2 separate regions of the Macaca mulatta genome follow, and region 1 is linked to region 2. A link is a contact called in public Hi-C data. All regions are on one chromosome and are shown on one strand. The core of a region is the stretch at or near the end of the contact, and the rest is flanking DNA. Distances in the headings are between cores, read along the strand shown.

Region 1 (3,858 bases), core at 363-2,862, 1.7 Mb before region 2:
AAGTCTGAGATCAAGGTGCCAAGATGGTCAGGTTCTGAGGAGGGCCCTTTTCCAGTTTGCAGACTACCATCTTCTCCTTGTACTTTTATCCTTACATGGTGGAAAGAGACCTCTCTGGGGTCCCTTTTCTAAGAGTACTAATCCCATTCATGAGGGCTACACCCTCATGACTTAACTCCCAAAGGCCCCACCTCCTAATACCTTGGGGGTTAGTATTTCAATATGTGAATTTTGGAGGTATACATTCAAACCATACCACAACCAAAGGAGTTAGACCACTGCTTCAGGATTCTGTTAAAATGCAGATGCCGATTCAGGAGATCAGGGATGGGACCTGGGATCCTTTCTTTCTCATGAACTTCCTGGAAGATGCAGTTCTGGGGAGGATCACACTCGACCTTAAAGAGTTAGAGGATTGTGGAAGGTTTAAGGACTGGAGTGTGCCTGTATTTTCCTAATGTACGTTGGGCATTCCCTTCACTAAATTCCAGTGGAGGTAAAGAATTCTGAGTAATGCAGTCATTCTATGATCAGGCAATAAGGTGTTTTCAGGATCAATTTTCTCTAAAGAATAGTTATGTGAACTAAAAACATCTTCCCTAATCGCCAAATCAAGGACTCACAGGTGTTGCTGGCCAGAGACGACACACCAAAAGAGAAAGAAAAAGCTCAAACCAGAGGCAACTTGGAGAGCTCCAACCCTCCTCCCTGTTTTGCCAAAGGTAGAAGAATTCTCGCATCTCCCAGATGCTCCTTTGTAGCCTCAGAGAAAATAAATCTCTGCCCTTAAACCAGGGCACCTGGAGAGCCTTCACTCACAAGTCAGAGATTCCTCCAGGCTTGCTTATTAAGATTAGATACGGAAAACACTGGGGAGAGAAAGAATTATCAGAGTCCTTTAAATCTTGGTGGGCATGGCATGCAATCTTGGCGGTCAGCGAGGCTGCTTAAGTCTGAGCCAGTGGTGCCAGAGGACAAAACAGCCACCTGCTCACGGCCGGCTATGTTGGAAGAGCTTTCCGGTTTAGCTCTCTCATTTTATCATCTCAATCTGCACATAGGTCACGCGGGAAACTCAGGTTATGCTACCTGCTCAAGGTCACACAGCCTAAGGTCAACTAAGGATATGAAAGTTCCCCAGAGCCATAGTCCAGCCTCTCCTTTAGATAGCACTTCTTAAAAAAACCAAAGGCACGCCTTGAAAAAATGCGGAATGTTCAGCCGCCAAATAGCCCCTGGGGTCGGCACTAGGGGCAGCTGGACCGCCCAAGCGGGCGCAAGGGTGGAGAGGGAGAAGAACCACTTCCGGAAAACAGACGCGAAGAGAGGAAGGCACTTCCGGGGCACAGAAAATGAGGATTATTAAAGAACAGTAGTTTCGCAGGTGAGGGCCAAGTAGCGTTAAAAGATACGCAGGGATTACAACGCCTCTCTAGGGTGTGGGTTAAAATGTCTCTCTAGATACTCGAAGATAACATGACTCTAAACGAGTAAGTCTTGCCTGCGCGGGAGGACTCTTCGGTCTAGCGGCCATCTTGAATCCAGAAGTTTAAATAGAGCAGGCGGGGCCGAGCGGACGCCTGCGTCGGCGCGATGACGTCACATGTCTGCGCGGGAGGCGGTACCAACCCCTGCCGCAGGACTTTCTTGGGCCGGCTTGCGTAGAGCGTAGCTTTACCTTGATGGCGGAAGGGCGTTGAATGACGGTCGGGCCCCGCCATCTGCTTAAAGGGACTCGTTCAACACGGAAGTGTCCCGGGGCTGCATTGGTACGGAGCCCTGGGGCCCAGCAAGGGTGTGCTCCTGCGGGACTGATGCGGGGACCACCCCGGCCCCGCCTGCCTCTAAGCCGCCGGAGGGCACTGTGCCTGTGCTGGCTGGGCCTGGCCGCGTGGATGCTGAGCACCCAAACCCCTTCCCGTCCCCATTTGCAGAAGTGGAATCAAAACTGGGGCTCGCCCCCGGATCATTGACTGGGATTCAGTCTACGCGGACGCCAGCGCAGCCTGCGGCGGCCGAGCCTCCTGCCCTCACAGGGCCTGGCCGGGTGCATCAGGAACAGGCGGTCTTAGGTCCCTAATTTCGAGGCCCTGCAGTGTGCCTCATCTTGGGGTCCCTGAATGGGGCCCTTGGGCCCCCAAGGAAACCCTGAGGCCTTCAGAATGGACAGCCTTGTGGAGGCACAATTGCATTCACGTGGGCAAGTAGTGCGCACTGAGGCATAGGAAAACATAATTTTCTATTTAGATATGTTCCAAGTATAAAGTGGTGGCGTGGCTGACATTTCATGGAGCCTTAAATTGCCTTCGCCAGTCATGACCTCAGTTAGTCTTGAGATACTTGGCAAAGAAATGTATTGCATTGTTGAGTGATTGCTTATTGCGTTACTGAGTGATTGTATTGGCGTTCATAAAAATATGGGTGCTCAATAGAAATGGGGAAGGGGAGTAGGGAACTATATTTAAACTTTTCTGATACACTTACCAAGAACAAATGTATTGTTCATTTGGAATTTGATACGGTCTCTAATAATTTTCTGTTTCATAATGGTAGTGCCGCCCCCACCCTGCAAAACGTTTCAAAGGGTCAAGAGAAAAGACCGAATGCCCTTGCCAACTGGAATGTATACATCTGTTTCTTGCCAAGTAATTAAATCGTAGATTGCATAATCTATGTACCGAGTAAATGTGGAATGTTGGGGGTGTTTTTGTTTGTTTGTTTTTAATGTATAAGACTTGGGTCAAGGTGAGGAGGGAAAGAAAAGATTTCCTTGAAATATTCTTGTGTTTAATTAGAATTAATTGAAACCACTGTGCTTAAAACAGAGAATGATGTTAGAAGAAAGCCTTAGAACGATGATCAACATAAGACTACACAGTACGTGGGATAAACTATTCCAACTTACAGCATTTTTGCTTTTTGTATTGCCAGTGCTGCAGCTAGAATGAAGCACATCAACCTGTCATTTGCAGCGTGTGGATTTCTGGGCATTTACCACTTGGGGGCAGCATCTGCACTTTGCAGACATGGCAAAAAACTTCTGAAGGATGTCAAAGCTTTCGCTGGGGCGTCTGCGGGATCCTTGGTTGCTTCTGTTCTGCTAACAGCACCAGAAAAAATAGAGGTAATTAAGTAGTAACTTAGACTGTGTTGCTCATCAAGAAATTAAGACCCAAAGGGAAACATGAGCATTGACTCTACTAAGTTAACACGGCAGAGAATTAATCCTTTGCTTGGAAACAGAAAGGATTAGGACTTTTCTTTTAAGATGTAATTATTAGGGATCTGTGCTCTGGTTGTGGAAAAGATTATTTTGCGTGATAGTGAAATAAGGAAATAAAATGACATATTACTCTTGAGTTTTTATTTATCCTTAAGATTCCAGCTCTGTTCCTTTCAAGCAAAGGATATTTCCTCTTTCTATGATGAGAAGAGCATGGGGCCTGTTTTCAAGGCCTTGAACATGTGGGCAACAAGTCTCTACTCACTGCTACGTAGAAATAGACATATAAATTAAAATGTGGGCAAGCAGTTTCTATTAAGTGGGATGGTATAGGAATTTAATTCTTTTTTAATTCTCACAGTGAAAGGAAGCTCTGAGTTCCAAGCAATTTATCCAGAAGTAATACAAATAAGTCTTCATTCAGTATTTTATTTAATGCAATCTATGTTTTAAAAATCTGTTTTCTGCTATCTAGACAGTGATCAAACATTTGCTGACTGTGAGAGCTGGATTCTGTAGTTGGAGGATATTATATTTGTTAATCGTTACATACTTTAGCAGCTTTGAACAATAATGAAATAATAATTTAACACCCTCATGACCAAGAATGAATTTCAGTCACATTTAAAATTCTA
Region 2 (3,512 bases), core at 109-2,608:
GGTAAAAGGTGCTTTTATACATATTATTTCATGTAGTCTCCACAAGAAGCCCACAGGAAAGGTAATTTTAATCTCAGTTTAACAGATTCACAGAACATAACTGACTTTACAACAAGGCAAAGTTTGTGAGGATAGAGTCTTTACATGAAACCAGGTCCCCAAATTGGTGTCTATCACCTTCCCTATTATTGGTCATGCTGCCCAAGTATCCTTCACATCATCGTGCTTCGGTTTACTGCCTAAAGCAGAAGCAATTAGGAGGATATCCTATGTGTTGCAGACACTATTTTTTTCCTTTCATAAATGAATTAATGGACCACGAAATAATTTTAAGAAAAGCTAACTTTTCTGGCCAGTCAGAAGAATAAAAGTAATCACCATGTAATATTGTTGTGAAGACTATGAGGGCCCACACATTAACTCAGCTAATCATTACAGTATTACATGTCGATTATCTGTTCCATTTTGCAGATGCAGAAATGGAGGCAAACCATTAAAATACACACCTAAAGTCACATGCAACTTGAACCCAAGCAATCTCATTTTAAAATCCGTGTTCATTGTCACAACACTCTATGATGCCCTCTGATCTTTGCATTGCCAAATTAAACCCAACTTTCTCCAACTCAGCTTTAAGTACAGGGGCCATACCCCCATCCTCGCCCCATGCAACTTGAAACTCCCTCGGAAAGATAACCTCCTGGACCCTGGAAATGAAGAGGCGTATTTAAAAACAAATGCCTCATCCTGGGCACAACTCCAATGTTTTATCAAACTCATGAACGTATAAGAATAGAAGAAAACAAAAAGCTTTCATCGATCCTCTCTCAACCATACCCTGAGCATAAAAGAGGTCCTGTACTTTACAGAGCTGCATTCCAATGTTTGCTGCTCTTAAAATTTTTTTTTATATCATTGCTTCCCAGTTGACTCACAATAACGCAGATACAGGGACTGCTGGAGATCATGACCTTAAACAGTTAAAGATGTTTGCATATACTGCAGCATGTTTGGTGTGGAGGGTATCTAGAGAGTCCTAAAAAAGCAAAGAGGAAGAAGGTTTGCTGTGCGCGTCTGGTGCTGTGGCACCGTGTGCCATGCCCACCTGCTCTATCTCCCGGGTACCCGGGATCTCTCCGTTACAGCTGGTTTGCACTGGGATTAGCTGTTCTTTGCATGAGGTTGTAGCTGTGGATGTGGTTTCTGTAGTGATGGGGCCGACTCCGGAGATCTATTGGCTGCTGGCTTTGTAAATTTCATTCAGTTTGGTCCAATGGCAGAGGGAGAGCCCCGGAGACAGCAGGACCTCTCTCCTCAATCTCTCTTTTTCTTGCAGAACCGTCTCTCTCCCTTCTCTGTCTCTTAGCACAGAGCTCTTATTCAGCCACTAGCTCGGCCCTTCCTGCTTCAATTGTAATGCTTGTTCTGCCCGTCCACAGACCATTGACGGCAGAAACAACGAATTTCCTCCAAACTAGGCGGTGTTGGTGGCTCTTGCATTCCTCTGGATGAGCAAATCTAGTTGGGGGGTTCCAGAAGGGGAAGGCTCCTGGGCTTTCAAAACATCCTCCTGAATCATACCTCGTTTCGAGTTGCCTAGAAAAATCTGGACGTGTAAAAAGAACTCTTAACAGCCGATGCAGCTCTTCCAAAGCTAAGGTAGGTGTAGTTTTAAGACGTGTCTCTGGGATATTATTCTCCTTATTTTAAAAAGCCGTTTAAACATTTTGACTTGCAGTGGTTTTCCAGCAAAGGATGGAAAGCCTCACTGCAGATACTTGAGTTTCACTTTATTTGATCTTTTTTTCTTTTATGATTATTAATATTATTTTTGGAAAATTTGAACAGGACTTTCTCCTATCTGTCTCGCTCCATTTCTTAGGTGTGGGTGGGAGTGTGGACCTTCATATGGCTTTTACATGCAACCTCTCCACAGAAATACTTGGTTTTATTTTCACTTAAAAAGAAAAATCCGGACTACCGTTGTTTGGAAGCGTTTTGCTGCAATCAGCTATTTGAACGGCTCTGGGGCCGTGTGTGATGTGTTTACAAAGTAGCGCTGCCTTCCATACAAATAAACAGAAGATTGTGGCGGGGAGAGGGGAAAAATATATATATGTATCTGCAGTACAGGGAGAGAAGGAGCGAAGCGGTCAGGGCTGGAGATGGTGAAGGCAGGAAGACTTCTGCAAACTGTGAGGCATGGGAGGCTTTTCTTTTCTTTTCTTTTCTTTTTCTCCCCCTCACCCCCCCCCACCCCCTTCTTCTTTAAGAAAACTGTCAGCTACCACCGCCTGGGGTGCTTTTTTGCGGGGTTGGGGGAGTGCGGTTAACCAGAGAGAAAAAGGGAAAACAGGCTTGGTCGGGGTTGCATTAAGCGATTTTTTTTTCCCTCCTTCATCTCCGGGCCTTGAATAAGATGACGGCTTGGGTGATGCACGAAATAACGCACGAGACTGATTAGACCTGGCTTGGCTGGGCTAGGGAACGATCCAGGCGCGCTGGAGACCCCGCGTGAAGACGAAATGACCGTAGCTCCGCGCTGCTTCTGCAAACCGGGGAGCGGGCTCCATGCACCCCTTTCCCGTGTGTGTGGGTTTCGAGGCGGGTGGGAAGGGTGAGGCAAACCGCAGAAAGGGGTAGAGCTGGTGGTTTTGCTTCTTCGGGAGCCTTTGAGTGTAGTCTGAACCTTTGATGGGGGCGCTGGGGGGCTTGCAGCTGCCGCCCTGGGAACCATCTCTGAACTGCCCGCTTATCCGGAGGAGCGGAAAAGTTGGAAGCTGCGAGGACAGACGACCGGAGCCCTTGTCTGGGTCTCAGGGGATCTGGAGCCCTAGTCGGTGCCCACTGAGAACACCCCTTCTCGGAGCGGGGGTGTCGGGGGGAGTGTTAAGCCTGCGGGACGCACGGTCCGCCAGTCCCCTAGGTGGGGACGGGGAAGGAGGCTGAGGAGTAGGTTCCAATAGGCGCACCACCCCCACAGCCCTGGAAAACGCCACCGCCACCCCCTCTTCCCTCCCATCCCATCCCAAGGCTCTCTGCTGTCCCGGGCCGATTTCATCTCGTCTCTTACCCCGCCTCCCCGCCTCTCCGCCTGCCAATTCCCGCGCGGCTCGGCCCGGCCCCTTCCCACTCCAGTGGGCAGAACTGATGGAGAAGATCCGCCAAGCGCGCAGCCAGAGGCGGGGGAGACAGTGGCGGGTGGGCGAGGGGCTTCTAGACCACGCAGGGAGAGAGTGAACTTCAGTCCCGCCCCCTCCCCAAGGCCGCGGCTGGGGCGCCCCCAGCCCGCGCTGGCACCCTCGTGGCCTGACCAGCAGAAGAGCGAGCAGGGATGAGGTGGGGAGAGGGAGGTAGGTGCCGCTCGGCTGCAGATGATGCGTGGGCGGGGGGCTTGCTGTGGGAGGAGAGGCCCAGGTCCCGGCCTGCGCCCTCCACTCCGCGGCTGCTCCCTCCGCCTCTGGTTTTCCAAGAGGCCGGTCGCTACCCCGGGGGATGCTCTTATCTTCCAG

Evidence for each region. A called contact is a pair of places that touch in the nucleus more often than the background predicts.
Region 1: a contact with region 2 is called in a Hi-C map of fetal cortex germinal zone, with 6 times the contacts expected there. The contact joins the promoter of PNPLA4 here to the promoter of NLGN4X in region 2. A contact is called at or near these places in 2 of 14 Hi-C or Micro-C datasets (fetal cortex germinal zone and fetal cortical plate).

What each region holds. Positions count from the first base shown.
Region 1 is chrX:7,452,718-7,456,575 of T2T-MMU8v2.0, reverse strand. It overlaps PNPLA4 (patatin like phospholipase domain containing 4), which reads left to right and starts at 1,612. Exons shown (of 7, transcript NM_001193844.2): 1 at 1,612-1,769; 2 at 2,932-3,124. The coding sequence starts at 2,945. LOC114674912 (a long non-coding RNA gene) reads right to left here and starts at 1,551. Exons shown (of 5, transcript XR_003726006.2): 1 at 1-1,551.
Region 2 is chrX:5,789,306-5,792,817 of T2T-MMU8v2.0, reverse strand. It overlaps NLGN4X (neuroligin 4 X-linked), which reads left to right and starts at 1,358. Exons shown (of 6, transcript XM_015126897.3): 1 at 1,358-1,659.